Linked DNA regions of Mus musculus: region 1 is linked to region 2. A link is a contact called in public Hi-C data. All regions are on one chromosome and are shown on one strand. The core of a region is the stretch at or near the end of the contact, and the rest is flanking DNA. Distances in the headings are between cores, read along the strand shown. Region 1 holds the start of Il1r1 (interleukin 1 receptor, type I). Region 2 has its middle 7.0 kb from the start of Gm35741.

What was found. Hi-C and Micro-C count contacts between places; a contact is called where the count stands out from the background.
Region 1: a contact with region 2 is called in a Hi-C map of liver, with 1.6 times the contacts expected there. The contact joins the promoter of Il1r1 here to the enhancer-like site in region 2. A contact is called at or near these places in 3 of 484 Hi-C or Micro-C datasets (liver, nephron progenitors and uterus) and 2 of 115 datasets of contacts at active chromatin or transcription factors (cardiomyocytes and pancreatic cancer cells).

The regions. Positions count from the first base shown.
Region 1 is chr1:40,264,702-40,270,948 of GRCm38.p6, forward strand. Il1r1 (interleukin 1 receptor, type I) reads left to right here and starts at 1,885. Exons shown (of 11, transcript NM_001123382.1): 1 at 1,885-2,180.
Region 2 is chr1:40,152,857-40,159,327 of GRCm38.p6, forward strand. No RefSeq gene overlaps it. Among named protein-coding and RNA genes, the nearest start is that of Gm35741, 7.0 kb to the left of the region's middle. Within about 2 kb of position 3,410, at least 5 of the 459 cell types and tissues checked have an H3K27ac peak or open chromatin away from gene starts, as enhancers often do. A contact at or near this core is called in liver, where this site is marked.

The DNA.
Region 1 (6,247 bases), core at 635-3,134, 110 kb after region 2:
GCTCCTGGATCTGGTCCTTTAAAAACGTCTAAGTCAGCATGCAGCTGCTGGTGTGTCCATCGGCATGCAGACATGAGCATAGCTATCTTTGATGCTGTCCCATTCACCGTCAAATCATGAACCAGCCTGGGAGCCTTTTGATGGATAAATGGATAAAGGAAGTGTAGCATATACATTAAATAGAGTATTATTTAGTTCTAAGGAATTAAATACAGCCGATATTAAATCCCACCTTTTTAGGACAGTGCATAGACCTGCTAATAATTGTGTAAAGTAATGACCTAGAATGGAGACTGTTAGAGATGAAGAAGCAGGAGGGGGATAATAGGGGTGGATATGATCAAACTGTATGGGTGTTCGAAATGCCACTTCTAACCTGTGCATAATCACGTCTCATAATCACTGCTCATGGTTAATAGGCAGTAAGACAAGGCACGCAGATGGGGACTACCACAGTATACACCTGTCCAGACAGCCTTGAGACTTGGTCTGTCTGCATCATGATGAGAGCTGTGCAGCAGAGTCGCCTGGAAGCTTTGAAAAACCCCGACACCAGGCAGCCCTCAGTGACTATGACATGGCAATTCTGGCTTCTAAGGGGGTCAAATCTTCTGTGGATGTGAGTTAGAAGTACTCAAGGCTGTGAGAACAGCCTCTGGAATACAGACCCATGGGACAGGGCTAGGGCAGGGTTAGGGATAAGGCACCAGTTCCTTGCCAGACTTAAGCCTGCCTTTCGGAGGCAAAGGAGCAGTCCAAACCTTTGGAAATGAGTGAGGACCTTCTGCCCTGCTAGGCCACAGGTGGCATCTATGATATACCATTGATGCTGCCCCTTTAAGCTTTCTACCATCTCAGAGTTTCCCCCGGGGTTACTTCAACCTTGGGTTTCTAGGCTGCATACGCGAATAAGGCAGGAAATTCAAGGCCTGTCCACGCTGGAAGGCATGCAGGAAATGGCCATGTGCTCTATCTAGAGGTATTAAGCAATCACTGTTTCTTTGCAGTTGTATTGCAGGGTGGTGCATTATATGTGGAAGAAGCTGGGGGGTGAGGGTAGGGAGCACGGAATGGTTGGTGCTATTTCCAGGACCACAATGTCCTCCTTGCACCCTGTCCTAAAATTTGGCTATTCTTGATTTTTTTTTTCATGTGCTTTCTGAGAACTCTGGAATTCTCCTTTGCAGAGCAAATCCTACAATTAATTGGGATATGATAAGGGGACCTGTTTTTCAGCCTGGTGGACAGCAGTAAAGCAACCAAGTAAAAAGCCTATGAACTATCAACTCTTCACCAGAGCTCTTTAACTCCTCCTACCTATAAAGGCTGCGGGCCTTTATACCAAAAGAGGAAATCAAGGTATTGCAAACTTAATGACTCGGCTAAGTGCTCAAAGCCAGTTCGAGGCACACAGTACTGGGCTCCAGTTGTGCTGAGCACAGAACTGTGTTTTCCTCAGGATCTGATACCCCATGGGTCACCAGCTCGGTTCTTGTTAGGTGGCACAATCTGGTTGCGATGTAGACGTGAGTTGACCCATCTAATTTTGGTTTGGGTGGGAACACAGAGGCTGCTCAGAGGAGCCAAGCCATCTGGGAATCAGAGCCATTCTTCCTGGAATCTGGGACATCTGGCAAGGATGCAGGGATTTTGGAATGCCCCCAAGGAGATGCAGTGACCCTCCAAATGCCCCCAAGGAGATGCAGAGACCCTCCATTGCCTCCACCCCCGGAGGGATACAGAGACCCTGGAATGTTCTGCGTGGATGTAGATATTCTGGGATGTGGGGCAGAAACTCCACAACCCAACCTATCCGGCTCCCAGGGCGGGGCATTGGCACTGGGCCAGCTAGCTCCGAGCCCGAGGCTGAGGACGCTGGCCTGCAGTCTCCGCCCGCTGCACGCCCCCGCGGGCGGCTCAGAGTGGGAGCAGCGTGCTGCTCAGAAGGTCTTAGCTGGTGCGGGGTTCCAGGAGCCGCCTGGGAGCGCGGCGCCCACCTAGAAGGGCGGGAGCCCAGCTGGTGCCCGCCTGCCCCAGAGCGGAAGGAATGTGACCCCCGAGCGAGCGCGGAGCAGCCCTTGAGCGGCTCCCAGGGCTCCGGTTGCTCCCGGCCTGAACGGGTTTAGTTCGGAGCTGCTGGATTGTTGAACATCGCCACTGGGGCACCCGGGCACGCCCAGGTAGGAGAAAACTAGAGAGTTCCTGAAATAGGGTCGCAAGGCCTCAGAGCTGCCTTGACCCAGACAAATGCCTTTCTTAAGTTACTCCCAGTAGCCAGCAGGTCAGCGTTCTCTGTGGATGTAGGATAAAGGTAGTGACAGTTTAGTCCTCCCCCTTTCTGGTGTGTGTGTGTGTGTGTGTGTGTGTGTGTGTTGGGAACTTGCCCAACTCTTTAAGTTTGCTCTAGGTAGATGAGTCTCCCTTGAGTAAATTGCTCCCAGGCCTTGAAATTGGGCCAAATGCAACTAACTTGTTCAGGAGTGTCCCTCTTAGAGGTTTGGGCTCAGAAGAGAGGTCTTAATGAGGCAAGAAGTGGATTCCTTAATGCCCCTGATGAGATGTCTCCTCTCTCCAGACAGGTCGATACTGGGGAATGTAGATGCATTATTTACAAAACCACACAGCACTTGGCTGTTTATAGGGCCCCTTATTCTTACCGCCCTTTCTCCTCCCAGAAGTCCTGTAGGTGAGATGCCAAGGTCACCTTGCTTTATATCAGAAGCTTAGCGGCTATCTTTTCTGAGGATTGGCACCCTCTGAGCTTCAGATCCCCTTGGGGAGACCGGGTGAGTGAGAGCGGCTGCCAGGGAAGGCAGGTAGACTCATCTTCCCACCAGGCTAGCTCTCTGTACTGCTTCCGATGTTCACCAGCTGGGAGCATCCCATCTTTCTGACCCCAAGGAACAGCCTAGGAACTGAGACAACAGAATCTAATCAGTTGGGCTACTTGGGCCATGATAAAGAAGAGATGAAGTCTATCTGTCATTGGAATTGGTGCCCGAGTCATCCTCACTTAATAGTAGTCTTCTGGGTGGTGGATATCCCACATGGAATCCCATGGCTGTGAGCTCCAGGAGCTGGTGCTGGTGACAAGTACTACCTCTTCCCCCTCTTAACTTACCAAGCAGCTGCTGGCATCCTTTTCTATTTTGATCTCTTCTAATTTCTTAATATCCTACCCATTATCTAATTTAATTATATATACACACATCTTAAACTAGCTTCTGACCTAAGTGGAAACATCGTGGGCTGGCTCCCATTCTGGTGCATAGTATTTACTTGCCAGTAGGCTCAGTCTTGGGTGGCCATTTGTTCTAAATTCTCACACAGCCTTGGCTCTGCTGAAGCCCCATGCTGTGATGTGGCAGGAGAGTGCTCTTCCTACTCCCGAGGCTTGTAACATGTAACATCTTCCGCTGAATCTCCATCCCAGTGAGACCGCTTAGCATTAGCTTTCCTCATTCTACCAAACCAATAGTCACTGAACGCGACTATGTCCCAGGCACTGGGGGAAGTATGAGGGAAAGTGAAGGAACTAAATGAAAATCCCCGTCTTCTCATGCATAGGCCCTCTTGGCAAGTCATAGACTACCAGAAGGCTCCCCCCCCCCCGCCCCCCAGAAGAGTACTTTGAAATTTACCTCTTTGCAAAGCCTGTGGGTCTGGCTGCCCTGTAGGACACAGTAGAGAGGGCGGGGAGACAGTAGTCATACATGTAGCTCAGTGGTTTTCTAAGGAAGAGCAGGGATTCTGAGATATACTCGCAGGCCAGCTGTGCAAGAGAACCAGGATGGATTGGAAACCTGCGGATGGGAGGGACCAGCAGGGAGTGTCTACTCACCTGCAGTCAGAGATACTATAGAGGGAACAGCTTGTTGGTGAGCCAGGCCATTGCAGTGGGACAGCCATTGCATACAGTACGGGGAAGAGCATAGATCCTCAAGAGTCTGAGTCTGTACGGTGGATCTATTGTGAACCTGCCACTTCAAAGCAGAGAGGTTATCAGGACCCTGACTCATTGGCCATGACCTGCCCCGTGTGTTGTTCTTAAATGTGCTGGCACTTGATCTGCATCTCCCTCTCTCTGTGGTTGCGGCATGGTTAGTGCTACAGGAGAAGGACCTGCAGAGTTAGCAACCTCACTCTCCTCTGCTTGCTTGCCTGCTGGGGCCTCCGGAAGCACCATATTCCTAGCCAGACCCGGTGCAAGAGTGGGCAGAGGGGCCCTGCCAAAGAGAACTGTCACTAAGCGTGGAGAGTCACTGGAGATTTTTCCAAGTCCCCTGTCCCTTTGGTTTCCAAACTGTCTCTTCCTCCTGTGTGTCCTTTGGCATACATATGACCAAATGATTGAGGCATTTTTCTATCTCACCTGTTTTGTGAGGGATTTATAAGATGTCATAAATTAAAAAAGAGTGAGAAAAAATGGAATGTCAAAAATGACCCGGAAAGCCCCAGCTGTCAGTGTCTTCAAGGTAAATGTAAAATACTCGAGAAAATAAAACTGATGTAAAGTCAGGTAGAAACTTGTATTTGGTTTTGATTAAAGGGGCAGGAAGAGCAAGACGTAGGCCTCTGAAGTTACCCGTTCTGCAAGCACAGGTTAGGAACCACAGCACAGCTTCCAGCTGACAGAAAGGCTCTCCAGAGCCTGGCTCTGCATGTCTGGCCACCTCAACTCAAAAACCCAGGTCACCTAAAAGTATAGCAGTGGCTCCCAGGGGGATGAAGTGAAAGATGAGCCGCTGTCCCTTTCAGTCAAAGAATCTTACCCTGTCGATTACCCAACACTTTTGTGTACATATTTTTAAACAACCTGTTTGCAGATCCAAATTTATATCATAAAACTTAGCTGTTCTACCATTTTTAAACAGCAGTATGGTGTTTAAATGTAAAGAAGACATAAAAGCACTTTTATTAAACTCACTTATTTCAGCATGTCAGTTCTTAGGGTAAGGCTATGCAGCATTTTATATAAGTTGACCAGAGAGAATAGCATGGTAGCATACATAAGTCTTCAGGGGGAACAGAGGAGCTAGTGGCCACATGCAGACCTGGTCTTGATCAAGTCAAGGTCTCAGTGCAGTCAGAGGTGAATCTTCTAGTCGTCACAACAGTGATAAACCTCCCTAGCCTTTCAGTATGTATGGGAGTCATGCCAACTCTGCATTTTCTATAAATGTGGAGTGGACTCAGGGGTTAAGCTCAAAACAGCAAAACCTTTTCTGTTGCGTGGGACACCTGGTGCTCATGAAGAAGAGGAGTCAACTCTTCATGAACAGGACTGCCTTGTGTTGTTCCAGATTCTAGAATCTGACCGACACCCAAAGTGTCTCCTGCCACCACATCCTACATGTCTCTAGGGACTTAACCTGACTGGGGGAAGCAACGGAGAAGGGACAGACACTTACATATAGAAAAGCTGGTATTCTCCAATGATGGAGAAGCCCCATCGCCTTGGCAGCTCTGTGTGTTTATTATATATCGTCAAACAGAGAGGTGCAGTTACTATGTGCAACTGTACCAGGAGGCAGGATTTCTTGTATACAGATACAAAGGAGGAAGGGTATTGGATGTAGCTGAGCACAGAAGCAAGGTGCACTGATCTCCGTAGAATCCATCTCTGAAGAAGAGCAGTCTTCAGGCTGTAGACATCCAGAAGGGAGAAAGCTATGATGGGCACGTTCTGCACACACTGTCAACATCCACACTTAGACCCACGAGGGAAGGCTCTGGCATTTTCTGGAGCCTAGCCTGGGGAAGGAATCGAAGGCACTGGGACTCATGACACTACGTCAACCACATACACTCACTAGCTCCTCATGTTCCCCTTCTGTAGTCTCTGGAATGCTCGCCCAGGGGCTCTGCCAACTATGTTGACAACTACTAGCTTCACTGCATGACTAGGTAGCAGCGATTAAAGCATTTGTGTGGGTGTGGAGCCTGGCATAGCCCATGCAGGAGTAGATAAACTGTAGGGGCGGATAGTACAGACGCTAGCCGGCTAGGATGGGATCATATGTAGAGGTGGCGGTAGAGATCAGAATACTGGGTATTGTGTTCGTGGAGGCGCCTAGTGAGGCGCACAGAGGAATTTGATGGGGTGGAAAATAATAGTATTATTCCTGGTACCTACAGCTTGTGGAACTGAGCACCTAAGTTTTCTGTGTTCCACTCTATGTGTTACCCCAGTTAAACCCCATAGAAGAGAAAACGGTGGAAATTCTAAGGGAGAATGCTGCTGCAG
Region 2 (6,471 bases), core at 2,160-4,659:
AATATGTGAGAGTTGCTCACAGTGAAGTGGCACATTGTCAGGCACTAAGGTGCCACTTGGGGTCTGAGTTAGTCACAGGCAATTCATAAATAAGGAATCACTTATTGGAATTAGGGAGTTTTTTTCCATTAGATAAGATTAAATTATAGGAACACATGACATAGTCATCTATCCAAAGGAAATGAAGCTGTTCATTTGTAGACGAATGGAGAAGTAAAGATATAATATCACTATGTAATGGAATACTACTGTGCCTTTAAAAAGAAGGGGTTTGGTCATCTGTGACAGAATAATATCGTATGAGAAGTAAGCCCAAAACAAGAAGACTAACTTTACGTGGTCTCACTTCTATAGAGAATCCGCTCATTAATTTGAACTGAGAAAAGAAAAAGTGAATGATAGAGACCAGAGTCCATAGAAAGAGGTGGTAAGGATCTGCAGCTTTTTAAGAGAAGCAATGCAAGATTTTGCTGAAAGGACCCAGATATAGCTGTCTCTTGTGAGACTATGCCGGGGCTTAGCAAACACAGAAGTGGATGCTCACAGTCAGCTATTGGATGGATCACAGGGCCCACAATGGAGGAGCTAGAGAAAGTACCCAAGGAGCTAAAGGGATCTGCAATCCTATAGGTGGAACAACAATATGAACTAACCAGTATTCCCCGGAGCTCTTGACTGTAGCTGCATATGTATCAGAAGATGGCCTAGTCGGCCATCACTGGAAAGAGAGGCCCATTGGACAAGCAAACTTTATATGCCTCAGTACAGGGGAACGCCAGGGCCAAGAAGTGGGAGTGGGTGGGTTGGGGAGTGGGTAGGGTAGCGTGTGGGAGACTTTTGGGATAGCATTGGAAATGTAAATGAAATAAATACTTAATTAAAAAAAATAAAAAAAGAGAAGCAATGCAAAATTTCAGACAGGAGGAGTATGTACAAAACACTGGCTTTATTAAAATAATAATGAAAATGGTCTCTGGTAGCACTTTCATAACAAGCACTTAATGGAGGTGTTTGTTTGGGGAAGCCAAAGGTACCATTTTTCCCAACGGTCTGTTTCCTCTATTTTAAATTCCTTTTATCCTTGTGAAAACATGAAGTGGCAACCATTTTAGCCTATTCTTCATGTCCAGGTATCCAATTGCTTTTCAGAATGGCATGCATCAGACTAGAAGTAACATGGTGGTATGTGACTGATTACCACCGGGATGGGTAGATTCCAACGCTTGCTCAGGCCATTCGGTCTGGTAGCGACTGTATACGTTAAAACCCCACAGAAGGCAGCCTGTCTCAGAAAGTCACTTTCAAAGAGATGCTGTGGTAGTTTGTATAAGTTCGGCCTAAGGAGTGGTACTATTTGGAGGTGTGGTCTTGTTAGAGTAGGTGTGGCCTTATTGGAATAGGTGTGGCCTTGTTGGAGTATGTGTGTCACTGTGGTTGTGGGCTTTAAGACCCTTGTCCTAGCCGCCTGGAAGCCAGTTTTTCTCCTGGCTGCCTTCAGAACAAGAGGTGGAACACTCATCTCCTCCATCCCTGTGCCTGCCTGGATGCTGCCATGCTTCCACCTTGATGATAGTGGACTGAACCTTTGAACCTGTAAGACAGACACAATTAAATGTTGTCCTTATAAGAGTTGCCTTGGTCATAGTATCTGTTTACAGCAGTAAAACCTAAGACAGATGGAGGTATAGAATGAGTGTCTGTCACTTAAGAAAGGTTTAAGTCAGTTGTTGGGTGTATCTATGATGATGCTCTGGGTCTTGGCATAATGGTGCTTATATTTTTATGTTAATTTGGGTCCCCCAAACTGTTTGTACAAGAATGCATGTCTGCATGTAAGACACTGAGGGACCCTGTCCCCAGTTGGTTCTGATTGGTAAATAAAGTTGCTGGTAGCCGATGGCTGAGCAGGGCAAACAGAGTCAGGACTTTTAGGATTCCCTGGTGAGGGAGAGGGAGAAGGAGAAGGAAGAAGAGATGCCAAGTCTGAGAAGGTGAGGGACAGAGAGCATGGCTGCCATGGAGGAGCCAGGGGATCTCGGCCCAGGAGGGATGCATCACGGGTCCAGGGCAGCCGAGGTGGAATATAGGATTTCCTGAGTATTAAGTCGGGATTATCAGAGGGAGGTGGATTAGCCACATGGAGGTTAGGAAGTGGCCCAGCCATTGAGCTGATTAAGGCATATCAGAATATAAAGACTGTGTGTGTCTTTCACTCAGGAACTTACTGGGGCCAGTAGTGAGGCACAAGCCGCCACAGGGACTATTTTATATATAAGCAATATAATAAATATTGCTATAGAATGCCACGTTTCTGACTTGCAGAACAGATTTGAGTTGGAGACCTTTTAAACATCTCAGGCTGACTTTTTAAGATTAAAATACTCCAGGAAGTCGCTTGTTTCCATTTGAGATTTTTTTTTTTTGCACAGCATTATTTTTATTAGATTTTTCTTTATATACATTTCAAATTTCAAATGCTATCCTGAAAGTTCCCTATACCCTCCCCCGCCCTGCTCCCCTACCCACCCACTACCGCTTCTTGGCCCTGGCATTCCCCTGTACTGGGGCATATAAAGTTTGCATGACCAATGGGCCTCTCTTCCCAATGATGGCTGACTAGGCCATCTTCTGCTACCTATGCAGCTAGGGACACGAGCTCTGCGGGTATTGGTTAGTCATTTGAGATGTTTTAAGTGAACACCTGCAAATTGCTTTCCACCCTGGGAAAGTCTGTTTCCCACAGCTAATACAGCAAGCATTTGGAGGGACAGTCACACAACATTTCCTGTTGATACCCGGGAAAGTGGGAAGGCAGAACATTACTTCTGGATACAACAGATGTGTCAGATCCCCTGTGGGGACAAGTGAAATCTGTATGATTCACCTTCTAAGTCAAGTAAAAAACTGAGATGCAGGAAAACAGTGATAGATGTCAGCAGCTTGTTAGACCAGGACACATGGGGCCGCCTTCAGTCTTCTATCAACAGACACTCTCCTCTTGCTGAAGGTGGGCACCAGCCAATGCTTTGAGATCCAATGTTGATGATCAGCTGATTTGCATTTTTTCTTTTTTTTTTTTTTTTTTTTTTTTTTTTGAGACAGGGTTTCTCTGTGTAGCCCTGGCTGTTCTGGAACTCACTCTGTAGACCCGGCCTCGAACTCAGAAATCCATCTGCCTCTGCCACCCAAGTGCTGGGATTAAAATCGTGCTCCACCACTGCCCGGCTGATTTGCATTTTTTAACAAACACCCCAGGATAGAAAGATTCACAGTACCAAAGCCAAAAAGTTCAACTAGTTTGTCATTTCTCTTCTTAGGCGGAATAAAATGCAATAGAGGGGGTATTGTCAACATCCAGTTACGGAACCCAGATCAAATGTGGTTGGTATGGGAAGTACTGTCCTCGTGTGGCTGTGTGTACTTGTCAAAGTTCAGTCTTCCAGAGTTTGTTTTTTCTATTGCCTCAGTAAACACTATGACCCAGAACAACTCCGGGAACAAAGAGTATTCTTACAGCTTTCGTCCACCCTGAAGCAAGTTCAGGGCAAGAAGTCAAGACAGGAACATGGAGGAAGAAACTTAAGCAGAAGCCAAGGAGGAACGGTGATTATGAGCTTGCTTTCTATGGCTTGCTTAGCTTGCTTTCTTCTACAACTTAGGACCACCATCCCAGCAGTGGGGTCCCCACAGCGGACTGCGACCTGCCCCATTGACCACTAATCAAGATGTTTTCCCTCATGGCCTTGCCTATAGGTCAAGGTGATGAAGGCATTTTTCTCAGTGGGAGTTTCCTCATCTCGGATGACCATGGCTTTTGTCAAGTTGGAAAGCAAAACAAAAAATAGCCAATTAGCACAGCAGGTCTGCGGTTTGAAGAATCCGGGAAGAAGGAGTCTGAACACTCAGAGGGCTTACCCAGTGTGCCTCTCTCAGAGACATAGCTATATTGTGGGAAAGCCTTTGGGGTCTTCAGAGAATCTTGAATTGAAGCCAGAACGAACCTCAGCTTGGTTGAAGATAAAAGATGACTAGGTTCCCAGGGCAGCTCATTGAATTCCATAATACCTGATTGCCTTGCCATTGGCTTGTGGCAGTGGCTATGGGGTTACTTAAGCATCTAAGGCACCACAGGGAGCAGGAGACTGGTATCCATGGCACGCAATGCTAATTTGGTAAAGCCCTGAGAAGTGTGGTTCTTGAATAAAGTCCTAGCCTGATTGTATTGTTGATACTGGAGACGTTTTCTTTAACTTCCCTCTCTTTCCTTACCTATAACATTGACATGATTTTATTGGCTAATTCGAAAGTTCTGAGAGAGGATTGAATGAGATATTGCAAGTAAGACCCTTGGAAGTCAACTATCATCACCACCCACTTGGCAAACTCTTATGTTGAAGGATCAGATAGTAAATATCTGTCATTTCTGACCACGTGGTCTCCTCGGTTGGGCTGTAACTGCTTGAAAGTAGACACATGTAAACAAAGGTTCATGATTGTTTTCCGATTAAACTTTGTTTCTAAAAATAGACGTGAGGCTGGGGTAGAGACGGTGCTTAGTGGATAGAGCACCCGTTGCATGAACAATCGCTTGAGTTTGCATCCCCACAACTTGTGTGTGAATTGGGGGCATGGATTTCTCACCAAGTACTAGCATGTAGTGAAAGTTTAAAAAATTATGAAGGATGGACTATATTTTCAAAGGGATCTTAGTGGTGAGTGTTGGATGTGTCTAACTTTTCAACAACATCCCAGTCAAGGAGACAGATGATCGCTTAACAGCAGGCCTCCACTGAAAGCATCCTTCAGAGGTAGAGAGAGCAATGGCTGGAGCAAGAGCAGCCTTTAGAAAGGCAAGAGGACACTACGGCAAGCTCCATCCAAAGGCAAACATCTGTATCCAAAGACATCTTTTAAAACTCACCAGCCCTACAAGAAAACTCTTCACGCTGGTGTACAGCTCTCTCCTTTGCTGTGCTCTGTGTTCCCAAATCTTCTCAGCCACAGTTGCTCCAAAGGGATTTTTGACTCTTTGCTGACTCTTGGGTTTCTTCACAGAGGAAGAGCTGTCTGGTCCTCTGTAAGGAGCCTATTCACACCCTGACATTCACACATGCAGCTTCCCAATACAGAGATGATTAAAACGAGTTCTTTTAAGACACGGAGGAGCTGCTGGAAGCAGAGACAGTGAGAGTTATATGAATACTCCATCGGATAAATGAAGAAAAGTCCATAAAGCAGAACAAAGTGCTCAAAGGATGGCCCTCTGGGGACATTCAGTGGCGTGATTAAGACAAACAGTACAGCCATCCATGCGGTCCCTAGAATGTTCACTGTCATGCATTGATAGGCACCATAGCACACGATCCCTAGAAAGAGGTCCCACATTTGTAAAACTCCACAAAAAATTGAGGACGGGGAACCATGTGGCCATGCAAAGGTGGCTGTCCTCCGGTTGGGAGCAACATTGAACGAGGAGGGGAGGATTGTCAGAGGTGGCGGTGGCTGCATATTTGATTGAATCGCTTCAGAACATTGGAGATAGCTTCCAGGGAAGCTACTGAAGCAAGGGGAGGAAATGAGACTCCAGGCTGTCCATCTTCAATGTCTTCTTTTTATCGATGCTGGCATCTCTTGGGTAGTTATTAGTTTTCCAGAGCATCTACTGTGACATGGGCTTTATGAAGCTGCTGTGATTGACGGGGTCAGTTGTGTATTCTCCGACGGAGAAGAGACACTTTGGTGAAGGGTTAATTTGTGATCTGTCTGTGTGTGTCTGTGCATACAGCAGTGACATGGACATGCAAAGTCACAAGTTGGTTTCTCTTTCCTCTTTGAAATGGGCAGGGACCTCAGTGCTCATTTAAGGCTTATTCATCGTGTCAATCATTGTACTATTATTTTTCTAGAACAATAATTATTCAGAAAAAAAGTAAAAGAAATTTTCTAGGCACCTGAAATGGAGAGCAAACAAACTATGGAAGTAAGTCTTAATTCTTAATACAGATGAGACAAGAGAGAGGGCTTAATGTTCTTGTCCATAAAGATCACCATAAGGTTTCAGTGTTAACTGATTGCCAGTGTGAGGTCTCTTTTTTTCCCCTGTATGTTTATGGGTGTCTTGCTTGCATGCATGTCTGTGTACCACAGGCAGAGACCAGACAAGGGTATCAGATTCCCTGCGATTGGATAACAGATGGTTGTGAGCCACTATACAAGTGCCGGAATTTAGGACGTAGCTCCTCTGTGAGAGCAGCCAGTGCTCTTAACCACTGAGCCACCTCTGCAGCTCCATCTCTGAGGTCTCAAACAGTCATAACCTACCTCAGTGCCCTCTCTTATTTAAGTCTTTGGAGTCTGCAACTAAGATCACTTGGTGTGGCCTCAGAGATGGCTGCACGCTCAAGCACTCATCTGTAGATTTTGATGGTCACAACAAAACATGTCTTTTGGTGACATGGGCAAACTCTTCTG